3 separate regions of the Mus musculus genome follow, and all the other regions are linked to region 1. A link is a contact called in public HiChIP or PLAC-seq and promoter capture Hi-C data. All regions are on one chromosome and are shown on one strand. The core of a region is the stretch at or near the end of the contact, and the rest is flanking DNA. Distances in the headings are between cores, read along the strand shown.

Region 1 (4,280 bases), core at 528-3,027:
TGTTTGGTATTTACAGTCACTCTGAGTTTCCATCAACCGTTTGTTCCTTCAGTAGAAGTAACAAGTGCATAGGTTGAGGGGGGTCTCTGAGAACTATGGTGCTTCAGTCTAACACTAGTTATGGCTCCTCCCAAGTTGGAAAGATGAGAGCCACTGAACACTTTGGATGAAAGCAATGATCATACATTTCTTTCCTCAGAAGGATCCCAGTATTTTTTTTTCCTTTAAAAACTAAAAATAAAAAACAAACAAACCTCTCCTAATACTAAGGTCCATTTGTTGTCACAAAACACACACACAAGAAAAATGTTTAGATTACAATTATGCCACAGATAGGCATTTATTTACCATCAAGAAATCTTTGAGAACATGCAACTAATAAAGTGGGACTTCTCTAAAAAACAAAACAAAACACTCAAATGCACTTTATAACCACAGATTCATTCATGTTTGGTTGTGATAACTTTCCTGTAACCCCAAAGTTTCTACCTTCAAATATATTAGTGATTTCAATTGTTTACAAAAGGGACTAACATACATTGCATAGCTGATGTTCTGATGCAATGCTGGGTCTCACGCCATAACCAAGCACACTCTAGCTTTGAGAAGATTCCTTAACTGTCAGAAACTTCAGCTGTAGACTGCAACTACTTCTGATGGTCATGAGGTAAAGAGATCATCAGGTATTGAACTTAGGGGCTGCTCTTGGCAGACAGCAAGCGCTCAAACTTTGTTATTTCGTGCTGAGTTGGGAATTAAGCGGTGAGAAAGGGTGAGCCCTTGCATTTGAAATTCACCCATAGGGAGGGGCATGGAAAAGACCAAAGTACTACTGAGAGCTGACACAGAAATTATGAATCACCACACCCAATACACGAGTATTTTTTCCCCCTTCCCACGGAGGGCGGGGAGAGGAATCACGTAGGATTGGCCATATGAAAAGAATTTTAAAGTCTGCGGCATCAAAAAAAACTAAGTATTTAATACAGGTTGTGTGGTAAATGAGAGAGCAAGTGAGTTGCCGTGTCCTTTAAGACCCAATTACCTTGCAAAAATGACAAGTTTTAACACAATTCCTGATTCACGGAGTGTTCATAAAAAGTTTATGTGTACTATTGTCTCAGTGTTCATCAAGGACCCAAAACAGGCCTCGTGTCCATTTAGATTTAGATTGGATTCACTTGCCACAAGGTCACAGCTCTGACAATTTGGGTTGGAGGAAGAGGGGAGTACCGGGTGGCTTTTGCAGGAGCATAGCCAGGGAGCAGCCGGCCGGTGGCTCGAGCTGGGGACGGGGTCAGGGGTGAGGACGCGCGGCCTGCTCCAGGTGACCCCCTCCCAGCACCCTCGGGCCCGCTGCGGCTGGTCCCCTAGGCCTGGGATTAGGGGGAGGCGGGGGTCTCCGGAGAGGACCCCGGCCTCCCAGCAGCACTAACTTCTCAGCCAGCAGCTCCTCTATTCTCCTTCTTTTCTTCTCCCTAAAAGAAAGAGAGAATAAAAGAAGGGTCAGCATCAAGCTCCAAAGAGGGCGCCGCAAGGGTATGGGGGGCGAGGGGACGGGGAAGGGGTTGGGGGACCCCCGGCTGGCAGCGGTGACTGCCCACCGCCGCGCTCTCTCACAACCCAGCCCAACTCGGCGCTCCGGCAAAATCCCGATACTTACGGCTCCTCGCCATCCGCCATATTGTTCCCCGCCTCTTCCCAGAGGCCCTCGCGCCGAGCGGGTCCGCCCGGGAGGGGCGGGACTGCAGGTGAATGGAAGGAGGGAGAGCCGAGCCAGGGAGGAGGGGAGGAGCTTCAGGTAAGAAAGTGAGGGGGCGCGGCGGGGCGGGGCTTCAAACGGAGAGGCGGAGCTGGGGTTTGGGTTCCGAGGCTTTAGGAGGGAAAAACTGAGCAGGCGCGGAGGGGCGGGGTCCAGTGCTTTGAGACTGGGCTATTAGAAGGAGGAGCGAAGGCGGAGCCAGTACTAGAGGCGCGGCTTCAGGGGACGAGAGGGAGGGGCGGGAGCGTCTGGGAAAGCTAGTTGAACAGCGGGAAGCAGTGGCTAAATAGGCTGCTTAGGTCCCCTTAGGCTTTGCAAGCATTTCCCAGTGTATTTAAAATCTTTGATTAATTGTGCCTACTTAATATTATACCATCTATAATGTTGCTATGCCACATGAACTTAGATATGTTACTTATTTATACACTTATACGTTGACACATAATTGCATAAAATGTTCATATATTCTATTTAAAAACTAAAATAGCCACCCCAATATGCCAGTGCTTTTCTCCGGGAAAATTGGTGAAAGAAATTTCCGTTTTCCATATATCAGGAAGATTCAAAACCCTTGCTTTTATGGGCATGAAGTTTAAAGCATTAAATAGACATAGGGTGAAGAGTCTTATTTTCTTTGTGACACTTCAGTGTCACACCAGTCTGTCAGAAAACTAATCTGTTATACATATATACATCAAGATATATATTAGATAAATAAATGAATGATAGATAAGATAGATGATTAGGTATGAAAAGTATAGAGATTTATTTATAACCTGTCACTTGAAAGTGTTAATAAATGAATGAATTTTTGACTCTATTCTTCACAGTCATATATTGTATGTAAATGACTGATTCTGGTAGACAAGAAAGGAAAGAATAATTGTGTTAAACATATCACTTTTAGTAAAGTGAGATAAAAAAATTTAATATGTAAGTCTGAACTGAATTTAAACCCTTACTACTCAGCTATTAACTGTGAGCCCTTGGGTATTTCCAGATCCTCATTTGTAAAATGAGAATAACAACATTCACGATTTTAAGATTGAAAATTAAGTGAATTTTTAAGTGGCTCTCAAATATGGTTTTTGATTGGAATTACTTGAAGGTTACAAATGCCAGGTTTGAGTTTTATCACAAGAGGTGGTTTGTGGACACACTGTTTGAAAACCAGTGAAGTGCCCTGATATAGCTTCTAGGGTGCTCATTAAAGGGGGACGGGGGGGCTGCTACTACTCACTTGAGGCATGCAATCTACTTTGTCCTGCTCTCATTGAACCTTAAGGAAGGCTCATCTGTTACGATCCCCCAGCTACTTTCATCAATAGCACACATTGAGCTAAAAATTCAGTCATAACCAGACAGTGAGAAGAGGAAACTGAGCCTTAGAAATAGAACAAAAATAGCAGAAGAAGGAGAAGAAGAAGAAGAAGAAGAAGAAGAAGAAGAAGAAGAAGAAGAAGAAGAAGAAGAAGAAGAAGAAAGCCTGCAGGGAACCCAGGTTTAATTCCCAGCACCCACACAGTGGCCTTCAACTCGCTGGCACCCAGCACACAAGTGGTGCAAATGTACATGCAGACAACACACCCAAAAGAAGTTCACAAAGATGTCAGTCCTGCATCTGTGTGTCACCATGACTCACCACTTTGACAGCTGACAGCAGACATCGTGAGATCTGCCTAACTGATTAGAAAGAGCCACCTCCTTTTGTTAATAATGACAGTAGTAGTGGCAAGTGGCCGAAATCCTCAGTAGATTTATTTTCTTTACAGTGAAGCACATCATCAAGTATTAGACATCAAGTATTAGACAGACATCCTCCATAGTCTATGGCCAGGCCGAGGAGTTATCAGGATGGTGCTTGCTAAAGCTTAAGTTCCTGTGGAAAAGCCTCAAGAGACTGATTTAAAAAAAAAAAAGTTTATTTATGTGTGTGTGTGTGTGTGTGTGTGTGTGTGTGTGTTCCCACAGAAGCCAGAAAAAAAAAAGTGTCAGTCCTCTTGGAGCTGGAGTTACAGGTAGTTCTGAGCCATGTGATGTGGGTGCTGGGAATTGACCTCTGGTCCTCTGGAAGAGCAGCAAGCACTCTGAGCCACTGAGCCATCTGGTGTGAGAGACTGATGCAGTGAACATCTTTACTCCTACTCCCCCTCCCCCACCTAAAAATAGTGACATAGCTACTAGTAATAGCTCTTAAACGGAGCCTGGGGTAAAGTTGACTCAATCTGTGCTCATTCCCATTTAAAATAGTTGGAGGAAAAGGTAGAGGAATGTAGAGGGAAAAAAAAAAAAAAAAACAACAACAAATAAAACTGATCAAACAGAAACCTACCATAGTCCAACCAGAGACAGAGCACACTCACCATTTTCAGAGAGAGGGAAGGGGCTCAACCTATGAAGAGAAAACAAAACAAAACAATGACAAACACAGTCCTCTTTGGATTCTTCTCCCTTTTTATTTGTAGTAATGAGGGATGAACCTACAGCTCGGTGCATACTAGAAAAAAACCTACCCTGG
Region 2 (4,280 bases), core at 1,314-3,813, 1.6 Mb before region 1:
GGAAGGAATGAGGTGAACCTGTTAAGTTGCCATGGTGACCAGGAAGCACCAGCCAGCAGAACTGGTTGCTTGGTTATGAAAGATGAAACTTTCCAGTTATAACTCTGACTGTGTTTAGTGCAACCCATACCAGGGAAGTTCAGAGAGAAAAGAGTGGCCAGGCAGCACAGGATCATAGCTTTAGCCTTTTCCTGCTTGCTGTCACTGGTCTGTCTGCCAAAAATTAGTGGGAGTGGCCTGAAATGTAGACTGCGCAGCTTGGCTTGGCCCTCAGCAGAGACAAGGAAGCCCATCCAAGACACCAGAGTGGAAGATGTCCAAGAAGGCTTCAGCAGACTTGGCAACTACATGCTAGAACTCTGTGACAGCATCCAGGAGTAGCTGGCATGACCTCCACTGAGCTTCGCATGAGTTTCTAATACATCACATTTCCAAAGAATAAAGTTTATATCAGTACATTCTAAAATTTGCTCAAAAATGAAGAACTAAAAGTTCTATTATGTTATAGGGAAGGCAAGGAATAGTGGAATTCATTATTAAAATACAGCTGGGAATAAAGCTGTTTCATCCTTAAACTAAATGTTTTTCTTCCTCATTAAGAAACCCATTTACAACTGTGTTCTCAGTAAGTTACAGGGCCTAAGTTCACAATGGATAAATCATGGCAAAATGAGGCAATTATGAATTTAAGGGCAGAAGAATTTAGAATGTCAAGTGGCATTAATTTACGTGAGAAATAACTTTTTTATACCTAATTTAATTAATGCCAAGAGCAGGTAGAACTTTGTTTTTCAGGGACAAACCCTGAAAATGGACGTGACTTACACAATAATCCTAGTCTGCCTGCTGCACTCCACAACAACAAGTAATATCGCTTATCATTCTTAAGGTGTTATCACTTACACATTACACATAAAACTGGGAGGAGAAATGGGAACATATTTTACTGAGCTTACTATCATTAAATCACAAACCAAGGGATTCTCAAAGGCGGCTCTCTAACCTGGCTTTGCTTCAACAGGTAGGAAAGGTTCTAGTTGCCTGGCAATAATCCTAGCTGAACTCTAACTACTTTCAGTGTGACACCTCAAAGATATCCAATAGGTCAAGGTGACGTTATCGCGCGCGCGCACACACACACACACATGTATATATGCTCACATACACAAACATATACACACAGACTGACAAACAGACAGACAATGATTGAGGTTTGGTCTCTTGCTTTGAATTGTAATGCTAAATAAATACTGGTCCCCAAGGCCTGACTCTTATTCACAATCTGTCTCCCCATTAGAGAATCAGATGCTGAGGAATATCTGTAAGCTGGGCTGCTAACCAGGCATGGGGGTGCCCACATGTAATCCCAGCACGTGAGAACCTAGTGAGCAGGATGAAAGTGGCAGGCCTGAACAACAAGGTAAGTTCCAGGCCAGCCCGGGCTGCGCTTGCAAAACTATCTCAAAACAAAAAACAAGAAATAGCACTATACCTGCAAATGACAAGTATGGGCTCCTTTCAGGAATGTTCCAGTTTCCGCTTTCTTGCTATAACAAATGACATGAGCAGAAGCACCTCAGGGCAGCAAAGATTTATTGGCTTACACTTCCAAATAAAAATCCATCACTGAGAGAAGTCAGGGCCGGAACTCAAGGCAAGAAACTGAAGCATAAACTATGGAGGACTGCTGCTCACTGGCTCGCTGGCTCCAGCTCAGCTTTCTTATATGCCCCAGGATCACCTGCCCAGGAACTAGGTCAAGGGACATTGAACGGGGCCTCCTACATCAACGAAGACAGTCAAGGTAATTCTCCACAGGCCAACTTCTCAATCAAGCGTTCCTCTCAGATGATGAGGCTCTATCAAGTTAACAATAAAAGCTAAGTCAAGGACTACCTAGCCGTAGTCTATAATCTCCAAGGCTTACCTACCAAGTCTGTACATTACCAGGCTATTTACTTACATCACTACCTTCACTGGGTTGAAGGGCCGCTCTCCAAAACATGTCTACCTATAGCTTGTGCACCTGACTGTACTTGGAGGATGGTCTTTGCACTAAGCTAAAGACCTCCGGGTGTGATCACACTAGACTACTAAAACTCTAATGATGTGTGTCCTCATAGGAACAAGATGGGGGTGACCTGAGACTCAGAAACAGGGATGACAAGGGCATTGAAGTAGAATAAGGTAGAAAAGACCAATTACTAAATACTGATTTGTTGATTTCTTTAGTGATTTAACTGAAGTACTGCCTACACTGTCTATTTGCCAAGCATGACTTAACTTGCTAGCTGAGACAGAAAGACCTAGAGAAACAGCAGAAACAATGGGCTTCTGCCCTTACCAACCTTCTGACTGCTATATACAGTTCTGTACATGCTTGCTTGCTTGCTTGCTTGCTTGTCCACACCCACCACCTTGTGGTTTTAGAATATAAAATGAGAATGCATACTGGACCCAGGAATGAGACCTTTCAGGAACTGTCCTGACTTGAGTCCACCAGTGGCATGTCCTCTCTTCCGATCTCATTGGAGTCAGAGTGATCTTCAGAAAGATTCCCACAATGTAACAATAGAAGCAGAGATAGGAGTTACACACCCACATAGCAAGGAACACTTTGACTGGCTGGCATCCCACAGGGGACAGAGCTCATTTTCCCCTTAAGGTTTCCAATAAAGGCCACAGCTACCAGGCATCAGTGTCAGACTTCTGGTTGCTAGAACCAACGGTGAAGGAGTTGCTACTCCACCACTGCTATGTGCAGCTCAGATTAAAGCTAATGAGTGCTATGACCAATCTGGAAACTATCGCAGAATGCCTATCTCCATTCCATAAACGTTCGCATGCCATAAATGTAAAGTTCCATTCATGAAGATATTCACACACCCCAGCTCTCCCTCCACTGCCACTTGCCCGTGGTCCAGCCCTGTATGTAATAAAGATCCCAAACCACCTATGGAACAAAGATCAACCACTCACCAACATTTCCCTGGCCCTGATACACCCTGAGACTGTCCCCTCGCCAGCAGCTCACTCCACCATCTTTCCCCACTCACTCCGAGCCTGTTATTTCTACAAACTTTCCCACTACTCGCTGACTAAAACTTATTGACCCACCCTGTACCTTCCACTTCCTGGACCTCTGCCTCCTAAAGGCTCACTGATTCTTGGTTTCCTTGTTGGAGTTTCTTGGGAGACAATGAAACTTTATCTCTCCACTACTTTGTAAAATCTGAAAAGGTTTTGTAATGATGAAATTTCACTCCTTATCATAGACTATGAACCTTTTGTTAGTGTTACCTGTAATAAAGAGCTTTAGGAGGTAACAGGTCTGGCCCAGTCACAAACATAGAAGAGACAGAGAGAGGGCAAAAACCATGACCACCAGTCCTGCACCCATGTTTTATTTCATTTTCTTTTGTTTTCAGTGACATTATACAAACTATAGCCACCAACTTCTCAAATAAAACAAAAATTGGTAGCTAGTATTAAATAAATACCTACAGATTCTCAAAGGTTACAAGTCTTAGGAAGAATGCATTCTCCAGAACAGCATAGAAATCTGCTAAAAGAAGATGAAGAACACATAAAGACATCTAGCTAAAGATGCAAGTATAAGACAGAGGCGGGAGAAAGCAAGCAGAATCACATACAAGAATGATAACACTTATTTTTTGTTTGTTTATTTATAAAAAGATGGGCAAAGAGGGAAAACAGCCAGTTAACTAAATATATACACACACACATATATACATATATATATATTCATAAATATGCATATATATACACACACACAATTATAGAAACCCACTACTTTATAAGCTTTTATAGTGCCAGAAGGTACTGTGTATGCTGATGGAGGAGAAAAATCACCAAAGATATTACACACTGGTGTACCCTGAGTACCAACCTGACAGACAAGTTGTGCCCACTGGTACAATAGTGGCACGAAGTTTATAGAGGCAAACAATCACCTTCTGATGAGATCTGAAGGTTGCTCCATAGGACAGAACTGTGGACCTGGTAAGAAGCCATGATCTAGGATCTTGGGCCCTAGAGGGAGTCTAGGTTTTGTTGTTGTTTTTTGAACTGGGCATATTGGCAAACTGCCTTCTACATAGCCCTATAGATTAGTGCTGCTCTCAACCTTGGTCAGAGAAGCTTCTTTCTGCAATGGGTAAGAGACAGCATGATGACTCCTAAGTAGTCAAACTGCTGAGAGTAAGTTACTGCTATATGCTGCTATATGCTCACCCACAAAAGGTACATCTATGTCAAAT
Region 3 (4,280 bases), core at 560-3,059, 1.6 Mb before region 1:
ACACACAGAAATCTGATTCGTTTCCTTTGGTTTAAGTGAAGACTGCATGAAACAATGGAGTCGCACATTTGACAGGATGCCAGGCATGTGGTCTGGGCCAGAAGGTTGAATCTTTGTGGCTTCCAAAGTGTTGTATTCTCACACTGCCGAACGCCAGCTCAGGTTTCCAAAGCATGTTCACACCGTTTCTAAGGAGACTGAACCGAAGCTCCAAGTACAGTCAGTCCCCTCGGCCTGCCTCCCAGAGCCTGCCTGAGGCCCTGGAGGCCCTGACTCCACAGCTCTCCTGTTGCTTCTGTTCAGGGACACAAGACAGTTACTGAAAGGATAACCCTGCCCTGAGGTCTTCCAAGGAGAAGCCCATTCATATTTGAAGAACCAGAAAAAAGAGAAAGAACATTTTAGAAGAGAGCGATTTCTCTGCTAAAATACATATAATGGGAAATGTCATTAAAGGCTGATGAATGGAATTATTTCCAGGAATACAGTTAGGCCAACTATTAATGTCAACTCAGATACTCTTAGGAACCCGTGCATAGCTTGCATAGGTGGTAACTTCCTGCAGCACAACACTGCTATGGTGAACCTCCATGTCCAGGACCTATGTTGAGTGCTTTTCATCTGGACAAGCCAGGCTTACTAGCACCAACCAGAAGGTAACTCTGTGGGATGTGGATGTAGATCCTTCATTACAAGGCTGGCCTAGCAGTAGTCAGAGCCCAAGTGCAAGACTAAGCTACACAAAGGGGTAGAGGAAAGGAGGGAAGGGCGTCAAAAGAAAAGGTGCTCCACATGAAATAATCACATGTACACGTACACACACACACACACACACACACACACACATATACACACAGAGGCACTCGCAACAAAATAAAAAAGACAAAAACAAAACAACACCACTAACAAACAAAAAAAAACAGTATTAGGAAGCTCACGTACTCATCAAGGCCAGAGAATCAGGTTCAGAAATGGTAAAAGCACCAAAGAGGCCACTGGCAGGCAGAAAGACATTAGACTCAGCCCAAGAACTTTCATTCTGGCACCAGCACTGCTAGCTCTGGAAAGCAGACCTTCTTGAACTTCAGGGGAACACACACCCAGGGGACTCAAATTATATCATTGCATTGCTGATCCTGAGACTCATGAGAGGCTGCTAAAATGAGTATTTACTTCACAGAGATCAAAGCTAGCCTTGACTGTCACTGTAAGACAAAGATCCGCTCAGTACAAAGGAAGACCTCAACCGCGCATGGCAAAGCCTCAATAGTTCCGGAGGCTGCTGTGTTTAACTGTCTCAGGATCAACAGCAGCTGCCACTCAGTGTCAGTGGGGAGCAGCTCCCTTAAGACAGGAAGTACAATTCCTTAATGGCGAGTAATTTGCCAGGCTTCAGGATGTAATTATATAAAACAGAGTTAAGTTCTTATATTGATGAATGGAAACATGCTCTAGCTGAAAGCAGCCCAAGCTAGCCGATACCAGTGAGAGCTCCCATCTGCATCTCAGATGGATGTCGCTAGCTCAGAGAAGATTAATTTCTCCATTTAATTCTCCTTCCTGAGTTTAAAAAAAAAAAAAAAAAAAAAAAAAACTGGAGGTTTTCATATATACTTTTTCCTGCTTAATGAAATGCCAAGAGCCTCAGTCAATGTGAAGACAATAAGGAACAAATTGTAGAGATTCTGAAGATTGAGTGGCAGTGCCCCATGTTTTATCTGTGTTTATATCACAGCACTTCTGAGTTATACCAACATCCTCCGTGCAGCTTAGAGAACTAAAGGGCAGTGTACACACCAGTCCTGTGCACAGTGGGTTTGCTCTCACCACCTCTGAATTCCATAGTCCAAATGAAAAGAAAGCACGCATTGATATGCCTTATTAAGGCTCCTAGAGATATTTATTGTGTGTGTGTGTGTGTGTGTGTGTGTGTGTGTGTGTGCACGCACGCAATCAGTTCTCTACTTCTAGCATTGGTCCCAGGAATCAAAGTCAGGTGGATGAGGCGTGGATGCAGCTGTAGCCGCTGGGCCATCTCTCCAGCCCAATCGGTCCTTCTTTAGAGCATACTCAGATGCTCTTGTAAACTTCTGCATAAGTGAACTGCTCATATGGTAAAAGCTTAATTTACCAAGCCAAACTTATTCTCTTCAGTTAGGCATAAACCTGTTTTCAATGCAAGGCAATGAGGATCTTGTTCAAAATCTTATAACTATAAATTGTATTCCAGAAACAATAGTTTAGCATTGACCACTTTAACAAATGTTCAAGTTTAACAAGCTTCTACAACCAGACAGCAAAATGTTCTGTTGCCCAAAGAGAAACAACAAAATGAATCATTAATATCCACAAATTACAGGTCTTATAAACTGCATCTAAGATCCTTCTATATCAAGTTTTAATACAACCTTCTAATTTTATTAATACGCATTTTCCATCTTAAACATGCTGACGCACACAAACCATCTCCCTAGAGCATCACCAAGAGTCAGCCATGAGGAAAAGGCATGAGGGGCAGTATCTAATCTAACAGAGCTGGGGGCAAATCCCGTCTATGTTGATTATTAACTTCACAATGTTGACAAGTGTTTTAACCTTACATTGCCTGCTTCTCTGTCAATAAAGTAAAAATGCTAAGCTAATTATTGACAAGATTTGGTAACTGACTAAATACAAAAGAGGACCACAGAAGATGTGGAGCAATGAGAACGTTTGGGAGCTGAGAGGTAGCATTCTGTTTGGTCCAAGAGAGTTACAAACATGGCAGATCCAGACGACCGGGTATATGGGTTCAGATACCATGAAAGAAAGAGATGTAGGAAGGGGGATGCAGGGACTACACTGGAACATAGGTATACCTAATATCAAGGCACATTTTCAAAAACTTTAATAATATATCATTTTACTTCAAAATGTCCATTGTAGCTAAAATATAAAGTAGTACCCATAGGTTCATGAAGACCACAACTGGTGGGGCCATTTTGAAAAGTTGTAAATCTTGAGGAGTCAAAACCTGAGAAGGCAAAGTAGACCTCTTAAGGTTTTATAGCCCAGCCTCTCTCTCTCTCTCATTCATATATAAAATCTCAGCACCATCAGGAAGACATACATCTTCACAGCTTTAATCTTACCCTCAAACATATTTGGTAAGAGTGTTCTTGTGGCTCCTGTCACTCTGCAGTGGTGAGAACAGGAGCACTGTGGAGTTCGGCCAGATTCTTTTCCTTGGCTGTCTGTAGACAATCCCAGTGACAATGACACAGACACCTCCTTTCACACTCACTATCAGTTTGTTCCATTTTAAACCTACAATTTCAGCATCTCCTTTTAAATGTCATCAATTTCCTCTCGGATCAACAGAATCCAACATCAGAAACTAGATGCTCCCTCAGTCTAGAGCAACTACTCTCTGAGTGTGAACCTGCCCGCTTGCTTGTCTGCTTGCTCACTGAATGAGCTGCTCTCTGAGTGTGAACCTGCCTGCTTGCTTGTCTGCTTGCTCACTGAATGAGCTGCTGCCTCAACACCAGGACTCTGCCTCGGCCTTGAAAAATGGGCCAAGGAAAAGCTAAGACCAACTTCACTTTACTTTTTTGTTCTCATTTTCAAACCCCTAAAACAAAACTTGTCCCTTTTGGATAAGTCTAGGGAATCATCCTTTACTGGGTTACAGAGCACAGTAGGGTGCTTCTCCAAGACTAGCAGGAAAAAACTGAGCCCTAAGGCTGTAGGTACATTCAAATCCTTCTAGTGTCCAGAACTACACTGTCCCAGATAGCCCAGCTGACACAGTATCTGCTGAACGTCTGACGTGAGACTCATGTGAAATGAGCGTGTTATAGTATAAGATAAGAACAAGATTTGTGAGACTTCAGTCCTATGGATACCTCATTTGTTAGAATTCTCACCTACATGATGCCCGCGGTCCTGGGTTTGAGTCCTGGAGCACATGAGCCAGAGATAATGCTACAAGCCTATAATCCTCCCACTCGGGAGGCAGACAGGAACAAGTTCAAGATCATCGTCAGCAACAGAATGACTTTAAGGCCAGCCTGGGCTACATAAACTATCTTAAACAAACAAAAACCAAAACAAAACAAAAACAGGGAAACGAAAGAAAGAAAAGAAATAGGAGAAAAATACTGATAACTTATTAATATTAGTCTCATGATAAAATGCAACCGACTGGGTATATTACATATAATGTATTATCAAAATTAATTTTACCTATTACTTTCTTTCTTTTCAAAGACTACTATAGATTTTAAATATACTATGTG

The links. Promoter capture Hi-C pulls out the DNA fragments that hold promoters and counts their contacts. HiChIP or PLAC-seq counts read pairs in DNA pulled down with a chosen protein or histone mark.
Region 2: an H3K27ac HiChIP or PLAC-seq map of extraembryonic endoderm stem cells shows a contact between it and region 1, with 6 times the contacts expected there. The contact joins the enhancer-like site here to the promoter of Uba3 in region 1. A contact is called at or near these places in 7 of 39 promoter capture datasets (the 3T3-L1 cell line, 3T3-L1-derived adipocytes, the HPC-7 cell line and 3 more) and 2 of 115 datasets of contacts at active chromatin or transcription factors (extraembryonic endoderm stem cells and pro-B cells).
Region 3: a contact with region 1 is called in a promoter capture Hi-C map of liver, with 4 times the contacts expected there. The contact joins the enhancer-like site here to the promoter of Uba3 in region 1. A contact is called at or near these places in 5 of 39 promoter capture datasets (the 3T3-L1 cell line, frontonasal cranial neural crest, hippocampal neurons and 2 more).

What each region holds. Positions count from the first base shown.
Region 1 is chr6:97,203,870-97,208,149 of GRCm38.p6, forward strand. It overlaps Uba3 (ubiquitin-like modifier activating enzyme 3), which reads right to left and starts at 1,778. Exons shown (of 18, transcript NM_011666.3): 1 at 1,664-1,778; 2 at 1,437-1,478. The coding sequence starts at 1,683.
Region 2 is chr6:95,621,853-95,626,132 of GRCm38.p6, forward strand. All of the region lies in intron 2 of Suclg2 (succinate-Coenzyme A ligase, GDP-forming, beta subunit), which reads right to left. Among named protein-coding and RNA genes, the nearest start is that of Suclg2, 95 kb to the right of the region's middle. Within about 2 kb of position 2,564, at least 2 of the 459 cell types and tissues checked have an H3K27ac peak or open chromatin away from gene starts, as enhancers often do. A contact at or near this core is called in extraembryonic endoderm stem cells, where this site is marked.
Region 3 is chr6:95,650,367-95,654,646 of GRCm38.p6, forward strand. All of the region lies in intron 2 of Suclg2 (succinate-Coenzyme A ligase, GDP-forming, beta subunit), which reads right to left. Among named protein-coding and RNA genes, the nearest start is that of Suclg2, 66 kb to the right of the region's middle. Within about 2 kb of position 1,810, at least 36 of the 459 cell types and tissues checked have an H3K27ac peak or open chromatin away from gene starts, as enhancers often do. A contact at or near this core is called in liver, where this site is marked.